Linked DNA regions of Mus musculus: region 2 is linked to region 1. A link is a contact called in public HiChIP or PLAC-seq data. All regions are on one chromosome and are shown on one strand. Each heading gives the region's core, a stretch centred on a gene start, on an enhancer-like site or on the middle of the called end of the contact. The rest is flanking DNA. Distances are from core to core; before and after follow the strand shown. Region 1 overlaps Cyp7a1 (cytochrome P450, family 7, subfamily a, polypeptide 1). Region 2 has its middle 59 kb from the start of Nsmaf.

Region 1 (4,132 bases), core at 339-2,838:
TATGTATACACATGTGCCATGCACATGCCTAATGTCTGCACAGGTCAAAAGAAATTGTCGGATAATCCAGAACTAGACTTATGGGTGGTTGTAGGCCTCTAAATGGGTGCTGGGAGTTAAACCTGGGTCCTCTGCAAAAGCAGCAAGTGCTTTGAACTGCTGGGCCATCTCCCCAGCCCTGAATTTATGCTCTTGCAGGCTACATAACACACTACCTGAAATACTTCTGACAACCTACATACAAAACAAGCAAATAAAAAATAAATAAATAAACAAGCACATGGGAAGCTAAGGGATAAACGCTACTGAAAGCTGTGTCTGCTGCCAATGTACTGTTCTTGGTGACTCAGCTGAAATATATTTTCAATCTGAGCATCTAAGTCAATGGTTCTCAACCTGTGGGTCATGATCCCTTGGGGCAAGGGTGTCAAACAAGCTTTTCATAGGCTTTTTACATTACAACTCATAATAGTAGCAAAATTATAGTTCTGAAGTAGCAATGAAAACGATTTTATGGTTGGGGGGGGGGTCACCACAACATAAAGTACCACAGCATTAGGAAGGTTAAGAACCACTGATCTAAGTTAATATTTGATCTGATATATCAATCTTCACCATCAATGAGAACTAGATAGCTATCCCTCACTTTATAGAACAGTAATATTATTTCCGTAGAACACTGAACAGTTAATAATATTGGATAAACTAGTAATCAATATTTTGTGTGAGTTATTGTTGATCACTTTGGAGACTAAACATACTGATAAAGAAATGTCTCTCCAATCATTTCACGAACGTGCCATTTTTAGGAAGTTTAGGAAATCTCCCTTTCAGTCATAGGTTATCTGAGGATGCACAATGCTGTCCTGCTTCTGGGTAGAGGCATGCAGAAACAATATAAACCTCAGAATAGCTGGAGTCTAAGAGAGGTCCAATCTGGCCATCAGGCCTCTAACCGTCAGCTGCCTTGTTCTCAGGGTCCATGGCACGACTGTATATGCAGTCATAAATAGTTAGCACTTCATTTACAAATGAGAAGGGGGAGGTGTCCAAGACTCCTACATCAGGCAGCACCGTACCTAGATTTCTGTCACTATTTTTTAACTTTTTTTGATTCTTTATGAATTTTACATCATGCACTCCAGTCCCCCTCATCTCACCATCCCTCCACATCTGCCTTGTGACTTCCCTTGAAAAGAAAAGAATCAAAATAATAAAAATAGCTGTTATTATTATTATTATTGATCTTTCCATGGAAGCTGAGGCGTGTCTTGGTCTGGCACACTCTTTTACCTAAATAGCTTTCTTGCAAGTGTTCACTGCAGTGAGTCATTGGTTTACTATTTGTTTTACTATAAGCACGTGACACTTCTGTATTCTAGCAAATATGGGGACAAAGGAGGCAAAGCCTCGCTCAGTCCAACTAGCCAACCCAATCACTCTTCCTTGATGGTACCTTGCTCTCATTAACTCCTGCTGCCTGTATTCTTAAGCTTAATGGTTTTGATGGACTAACTCAAAGGTCACAGAGTGGCTGAGTATCAGAAGTGCTGCCACTGTTTCCTTTTCTGATCCCAGGCATCATCCTGCCCTCTGGGTCTCAGTCCCCTGCTGGGTAGACACGAATGAAAATGTCCCTAGTTATCCTATTGTGTGGCAGGTGCTACATACTTGGCTTAACGCACAAGGTATATGTTGAGCATTGTTATTACTGACATGGTGAATGAGGCGTAGCAGAGCAAGCATACCTAGTACTGGCAGGTTGTTTAGTTGCTCTTGATCCAAGTAAATGGCATTCCCTCCAGAGCTGAGCTCTTGGCCAGCACTCTGTAATGCTCCATTCACTTCTTCAGAGGCTGCTTTCATTGCTTCAGGGCTCCTATGGAAGGAGACATATGGGGGGGGGGTGTCCTTATTTAGAGATCTGCGAGCAAGTAAGAATTATTCATTTCTTTTAATGAGGTGGTTATGGTAGTAAGGATTGTGCAAGGAGAGATCATGGTACCAGGGAGTGTGCAAAGGGAGAGGGTCATAGGAATGTGTAAGAGTATGTATGCCAAGGGGAGACAGACAGGGAGTATGCAAAAGGGCACTGAACTGGATTCATGTCCTTGAGTTCATGCAGGGGCATTAAAGGGGCCTTGCTATGTAAAAGCAAAGCTTTGGTCAGCTCTCTATAAATTAATGATTCTAATACATGATGAACATAGTAAATCAGAAGGAATATGTCCCCTAACATACAATTACCAAGGATTGGCTAATTCCCAAGTAGGAGTTAAAGTTTATCCTTACAATGCATACCATAGTGTCAGTACTGTGCTGCCACTTGTATTGTTATTTTTTAATGGTGAGATAAAGGATATTCCATTTCAATGTCTGGAAAATGGCTTGAGGCTGAGTGTGAAACCTGATTACAGTGAACTGAGCCTCAGAAATGTTTGACTAACAAGTAGTTGTGTGACTTAAAATATGGCTGCAGCTCATATATGATATGAAATCAATGGTGCTACTTTGCTGTGAATTCCTGTGAGACAGCAGGAAAATGGGAATGCTCAAATCAGTAAGGCGTTGCCAGCCACTGCCCTTGTCACATCGGCAAGCCAGTCATCATTTAAAATGTTTATATGGTGGTGAAGACTGCAGTCATGAATTTAATTTGACATTAAGAAGAATACTATGGGGTGAAGAGCAAGACTGGGCCAGGGAACCTGCATTGACAGAGTGCTAGGCTATCTGAGATCTGTGGCTTCTGGGACATCCCTTCGATGGGACTGTGCTCTTACAAAAGGCTGCTTCTGTTATGTACATGCTAAACATTGGCATTAAGTATCACTTTCTTGATTGACGGCTCAGAAAGCTACAAGTCTTTTCAGTTTTTGAGCTAAAAATTGAACTATACATCACCATGAGGAGTAAACACTTAAATTACTAGTCACCTGATCATTTGAAATAAGCTCCAGAAGGTTGCAGGAATGGTGTTTGCTTGAGATGCCCAGAGGATCACGAGGTGCGTCTTAGCCTTCTCCATGTCATCAAAGGTGGAGAGTGTATCGTTGAGAAACATGCGTAGACGGATCAGTTCAGAGACCTGGTCCCTCATGTACAGGTTCTTGTGCTTCAAGCTCTCAGCCAGCCTTTCCCGGGCTTTATGTGCGGTCTTGAACAAGTGAATAGGGACGCCCGCCACTAGTGCCGGAAATACTTGGTCAAATTGTTTGAAGCTGTCAAGGTTGTTTTGAATAAATGCTCTTTGTGAGTCTGTCTTTGAAATATCTTTGCCAAACAGCGTTAGATATCCGGCTTCAAACATCACTCGGTAGCAGAAGGCATACATCCCTTCCGTGACCCAGACAGCGCTCTTTGATTTAGGAAGGCCCGGAGGTCTCATGACAGATTGGAGGTTTTGCATCATGGCTTCAGAGAGTGAACACAGAGCATCTCCCTGGAGGGTTTTGTTAAAAGTCTTGTTTATGTTTTCCGTGGTATTTCCATCACTTGGGTCTATGCTTCTGTGTCCAAATGCCTAGCGGAAAATAAAAACCATGAAACGGGGAGGGGCTAAACTCGGGCTAGCTAGTGTTGGGGAGTGTCTGGAAGATAGAATACATTCATACTTCTCTGCCTGGCCTTCCCTAATAGGATTTCACAGTACATTCCAACAGTAGAACCAAGACATCCTCTTCCCTTGGGGTCAAGTTTAAACCCCAGCTTTACAGTGGAACTTTTCTGGACTGCCCATCACCCTTTGGTGTTGTACTACTCTGCCTCTATATTCTTTGTGGATGCATTTTAACCAGACATCAATCTACTTAGTGACAGAGATTATATCTAATATTCTCTTTTTAAAAAATCATTAAATGCTGTTTTCTCTAGAACAGATTCTTGATGGCATCCAAATTATGTTTAAATATGTGGCCTACTTCTAAGGAATGAAACGTGTGCGTGGATTGAAGGTTAAGTGTGCAAACACACTGCTGGGGATGATGTGTAGGCAACTCTGGTGTTATGAATCTGTGCTTTCCTGACTCATGCAGTGTCCTCTGTCGCAGAAATAATCAATGACAAATTTACCATCTATCTAAAATTTCTAATACTTATTACTAAGAGACTTTCTGATTTTATGTTATCTCTA
Region 2 (3,878 bases), core at 274-2,773, 240 kb after region 1:
CTATTCCTACCCTCTGGACAACTTTCATAGGCAGGCCAGATAGCCGCAGTCAGACAATCAGCCCTGAGAGAATAACATTCCTGTAACGTTATTCCAAGACGCTGGGCAATGAAGAATACAATCTTTAGAGTGACTCTTGCTAAAAGATGAGCTACTCCAGAGGACCTAGGTCAGGGAACACGCTAGGGATGGGGAGCCCCAATGTGGTCAGCTGGAGCCCCCATGTGAGGGGGAAGTTCCAGTCAGGCAGTTTTGGAGGGGGAGGATAGGCACTGAGAAGGTGAAAGGTGGAGGTGGCAAAAGCTGGCTCAGGTTAGAAAGGTCAGGTTAGTCCTGCTCTTCTCACTCGCAGAGATGCAGTGTGGCAGCTTGAAGGGGTCCTTGCATGGATACAGTCAGGGAAGTGAACCCCAGGAAGAGATAAGAATAAAAATATGGTGGGGCAGTGGTAACACATGCCTTTAATCCCAGCGCTTGGGAGGCAGAGCAGGCAGATTTCTGAGGCCACCTTGCACCCTGGTCTACAGGATGAGTTCTAAGACAGCCATGGCCACACAGAAACCCTGTCTCGAAAAAAACCAAAAAAAAAAAAATCTGGTGCAGACTGACTTCATCAACCTGGATCAGACTCCTGAGAGGTTAATGAGAGGGAGTTCAATGTCAGCATAGTTAAAACAGTACAATTTGGGGAGAGATTTTTCAAGCAATGATCAGGTGCACAAGAAAGCTTAAGGTGTGACTACATAGAAACTCCTTTACAAAGCACACGCGACTATGAGGATGGATGGGCTCTATAGTCAAAAGGCCTAGAATCTAGTGCAGTCTCTGACCCATAGCATAGACTTGTGACATCCACCCAAAAGATGAGTAATGGCCTCTGGAGGGAAGTGAGTGGGACGATCATTTTGAGGGAATTTGGGTGGGGTTTGCTTGTGTTGACATAGGAAAGGACATTAATAAAATCCACTCAGAGCTTTCTGGGCAGGAAAACAGGTATTTTATCTCTCCATTAAGAAAGGGCCTCTGTTTGTTTAGTATTCTTGATTGTCCTTAATGCTTTTCTGTGAGTGCAAGGGCCTCTGTGTTCCCAACAACTCTGAGGTTGAAGTCAGCAGATGTGATGCTCAACTGCTGCGGCCATGTGCATTACCCACCGTCATACGACAACTCCGGAACTTCCAGGGCAGCGTTCATCTAGCAGGATGATTAGCACTCCCGAGGTTTTGAAAGTATGGATCTCAGCGCTGTAGCTGCTCCTCACAACCACAAAGCACTCCAGAAAACACTCTCCCAGGAGCAGACCAGACATCTGGGAGGAGTGAGAGAGCCTACCCCGCCCACAGACTGCAATGATAAGCGTGACCAGCAGATGTCCCTCTTTACCTACAGAGGTGAAAGCAGCTCTGGCCGATTTCACTTGTCCCACATAGACCCAACAACAGCATAAACAATGGGAAAGACAAAGTCCACACAGCGGTCCACTCCCTTTCCCCAAGTTCTGGGCATGTAACTGTCAGTTTCCAGTTTTCAAGGACCAGAAATAAACCGTCCAACGCCTCATTTTCTTTTCCGTTGGCATCTCGTCCCCTTTCTACGCTTTCAGCAGTAATTTTACCTCTTACATTTAAATAGTCGTTGTTCTTCATGCAGTTATCTGACTTAACGTATACATTATTAAATTACTGGGCAATATTTTTGCTTTACCATAATTTATTTATTTCTTCCCCCCCCCGTTCTTTCTTTCATTTCCCTTGTGTCTCCTTTCCTTTTTCTACATGTAACAGTATTCGACTCGTTAGCATGTTGTTGTTCTAAGTACACGTATTTTTATTTCACCTCTTACATTTATTTGATTTTATTTTTAGTCTCTTTCATTACCAGAAAACGTCTCTTGTTTTGTTCTTAATTGTAGTTTCTATCTTCACATGCTCTTTTTTCTTCCTTCTTTTTTAACCTTCTTCCCTACTCAGTGGGCAGCCGCTCACTGTAGTGATTTCTTCTCAGGCTATACCAGCTGCCTCCTAGACATTTCCTGGCACTGCAGAGTAGTTCTGGGAAGGAGGGGAGTGTAAGAGGCTGAAATGTGTTCCCTGAGAATTCATATTTTGAAGCTGCAACTCACAGCATCACAAAAAGGGACCGTATTTGATCACAGGCCTATAGGGAATTGATTAATAAACTGGGGTCATTTAGTTACAGCTTAAGCCCATGCAACCTGTGTTCTTCTAAGACGGGGTGATAAGAACACATGCACAGGGGAAAGACACAGGAAGAAGACAGCCACTTACAATCCAAGGTCAGCTCTCAGAAGAAATAGACTGCTCAAGGCGGGATCTCAGATTCTAGCTCTGGAATTCAGTGAAAATCTGTTTCTGTTGTTTGAGTTTGCGCTACTTTGTTGTGGTGGCAGGAGCAGTCCAAGATCCGTGCTTACTATTATTTTTATGGTCTTGGCTGTTATTTTGTTATTTGTATCACCCTGTCATACGTGCCCACAGTGCTGGCAGGGTCCTTCAGTACAATATTCAGTTGGCTATAAACTGCTTCCTACACCTGGCCTCCTGCCCATGCTTGGAAACTATTATCATTTTAATCCTCATTGCATAGCCTTCCTATTAGATCCTGATGTATATTAAAGGATTATGCCATTTTAAGCTAAATCTTGCTGATAATAGGCATTGCGCACTGGAGTAGAAATGGAACATTAATTGCAAGCATTGAGAATCTTAGGAGAAGTTTTTAATGCGAAATGCAAGTTTTAAGAGTTTGAGGCATCAAAGCTTGATCAGATGGGAGACTCCAATGCTCACACAAGAAGGACCACGCCACTGGAAGAGTTCTGGCAGATGGAAGGGCTGAGAAACTCTGTGTACACTCATTCTATTTAAAATCTCCTGGTTTGTTTAGCTTCACTAATTGAATCAATATTTCTTGTGCTCTCTTTCTCTTTAGAAAAAGCAAAAACACAGCACAAACAGAATGCCTTAGGCATTTCTGTTGTGTTTTGCCTTTGGAAGATTTTTTTTTTTTTAGTGTTAGAATTCCCTCAGTCAATCCGCAATTCTTTATTAAGTTTTAATGTGGTTTAAACTCTCCATCTGTAGGCAATTTATCCTCTCTCCAGTCTGGCAGCAGGGCCAATCATTCCCTGTAGTGTGGTTATGAGCTCCCTCTGGTGGTAAAAACTATAATGACGCATTCATCGGCAGCATCTGCATCCGTTTCATCTCTAGTGATGTCTGAGACCTGGACATCAAAGCAAAGCAATACAATGGCCGCAGACAAGTTCAGCTTCACAGTCAAGGCCATTACTCAAATGCTGCCTGTTGGAGAAGGACCTCATGCCTCTGCTAAGGAGAGCCTGAGAGATGAATTTTGTATTTGTATTGTGGATATGTTCGGCTAGTTTTAATCTAAAATGATGAGAATGAAAGATGTAGGTTTGGTGTTATAGTGTGCTCATATTAAGTCATTCTCGAAAACAGGGACATTGTGACTTTCAGGGACATCAGTAGTTCCTTTCTAGACTTTGGGGTACTAACTGACACAAGGTTAGAAGAAAGGGCTCAATGACCTCAGACTGAGATGTCACTCGCTCACAGTTCTTCTATGCATTTGTGTATGGATGCAGAACACGATCTATCTATCTATCTATCTATCTATCTATCTATCTGTCTGTCTGTCTGTCTGTCTGTCTATCTATCTATCTATCTATCTATCTATCTATCTATCTATTATTTATCATCTATATTCTATGTATCTATCATCTGTCTATAATCTATCACCTATTTATCATATACCTATGTATCTATCCTCTGCCTACCTATTATTTATCTTCCTTCTATCCATCTATCATACTTAACATCTGTCTGTCTGTC

Evidence for each region. HiChIP or PLAC-seq counts read pairs in DNA pulled down with a chosen protein or histone mark.
Region 2: a FOXA1 HiChIP or PLAC-seq map of pancreatic cancer cells shows a contact between it and region 1. The contact joins two enhancer-like sites. A contact is called at or near these places in 1 of 39 promoter capture datasets (neutrophils), 1 of 115 datasets of contacts at active chromatin or transcription factors (pancreatic cancer cells) and 1 of 9 other capture datasets (adipose tissue).

What each region holds. Positions count from the first base shown.
Region 1 is chr4:6,269,368-6,273,499 of GRCm38.p6, forward strand. Cyp7a1 (cytochrome P450, family 7, subfamily a, polypeptide 1) reads right to left here. Exons shown (of 6, transcript NM_007824.3): 3 at 2,937-3,523; 4 at 1,749-1,879. Among named protein-coding and RNA genes, the nearest start is that of Cyp7a1, 4.2 kb to the right of the region's middle. Within about 2 kb of position 1,589, at least 3 of the 459 cell types and tissues checked have an H3K27ac peak or open chromatin away from gene starts, as enhancers often do. A contact at or near this core is called in pancreatic cancer cells, where this site is marked.
Region 2 is chr4:6,511,813-6,515,690 of GRCm38.p6, forward strand. It overlaps the pseudogene Gm11801. Among named protein-coding and RNA genes, the nearest start is that of Nsmaf, 59 kb to the left of the region's middle. Within about 2 kb of position 1,524, at least 21 of the 459 cell types and tissues checked have an H3K27ac peak or open chromatin away from gene starts, as enhancers often do. A contact at or near this core is called in pancreatic cancer cells, where this site is marked.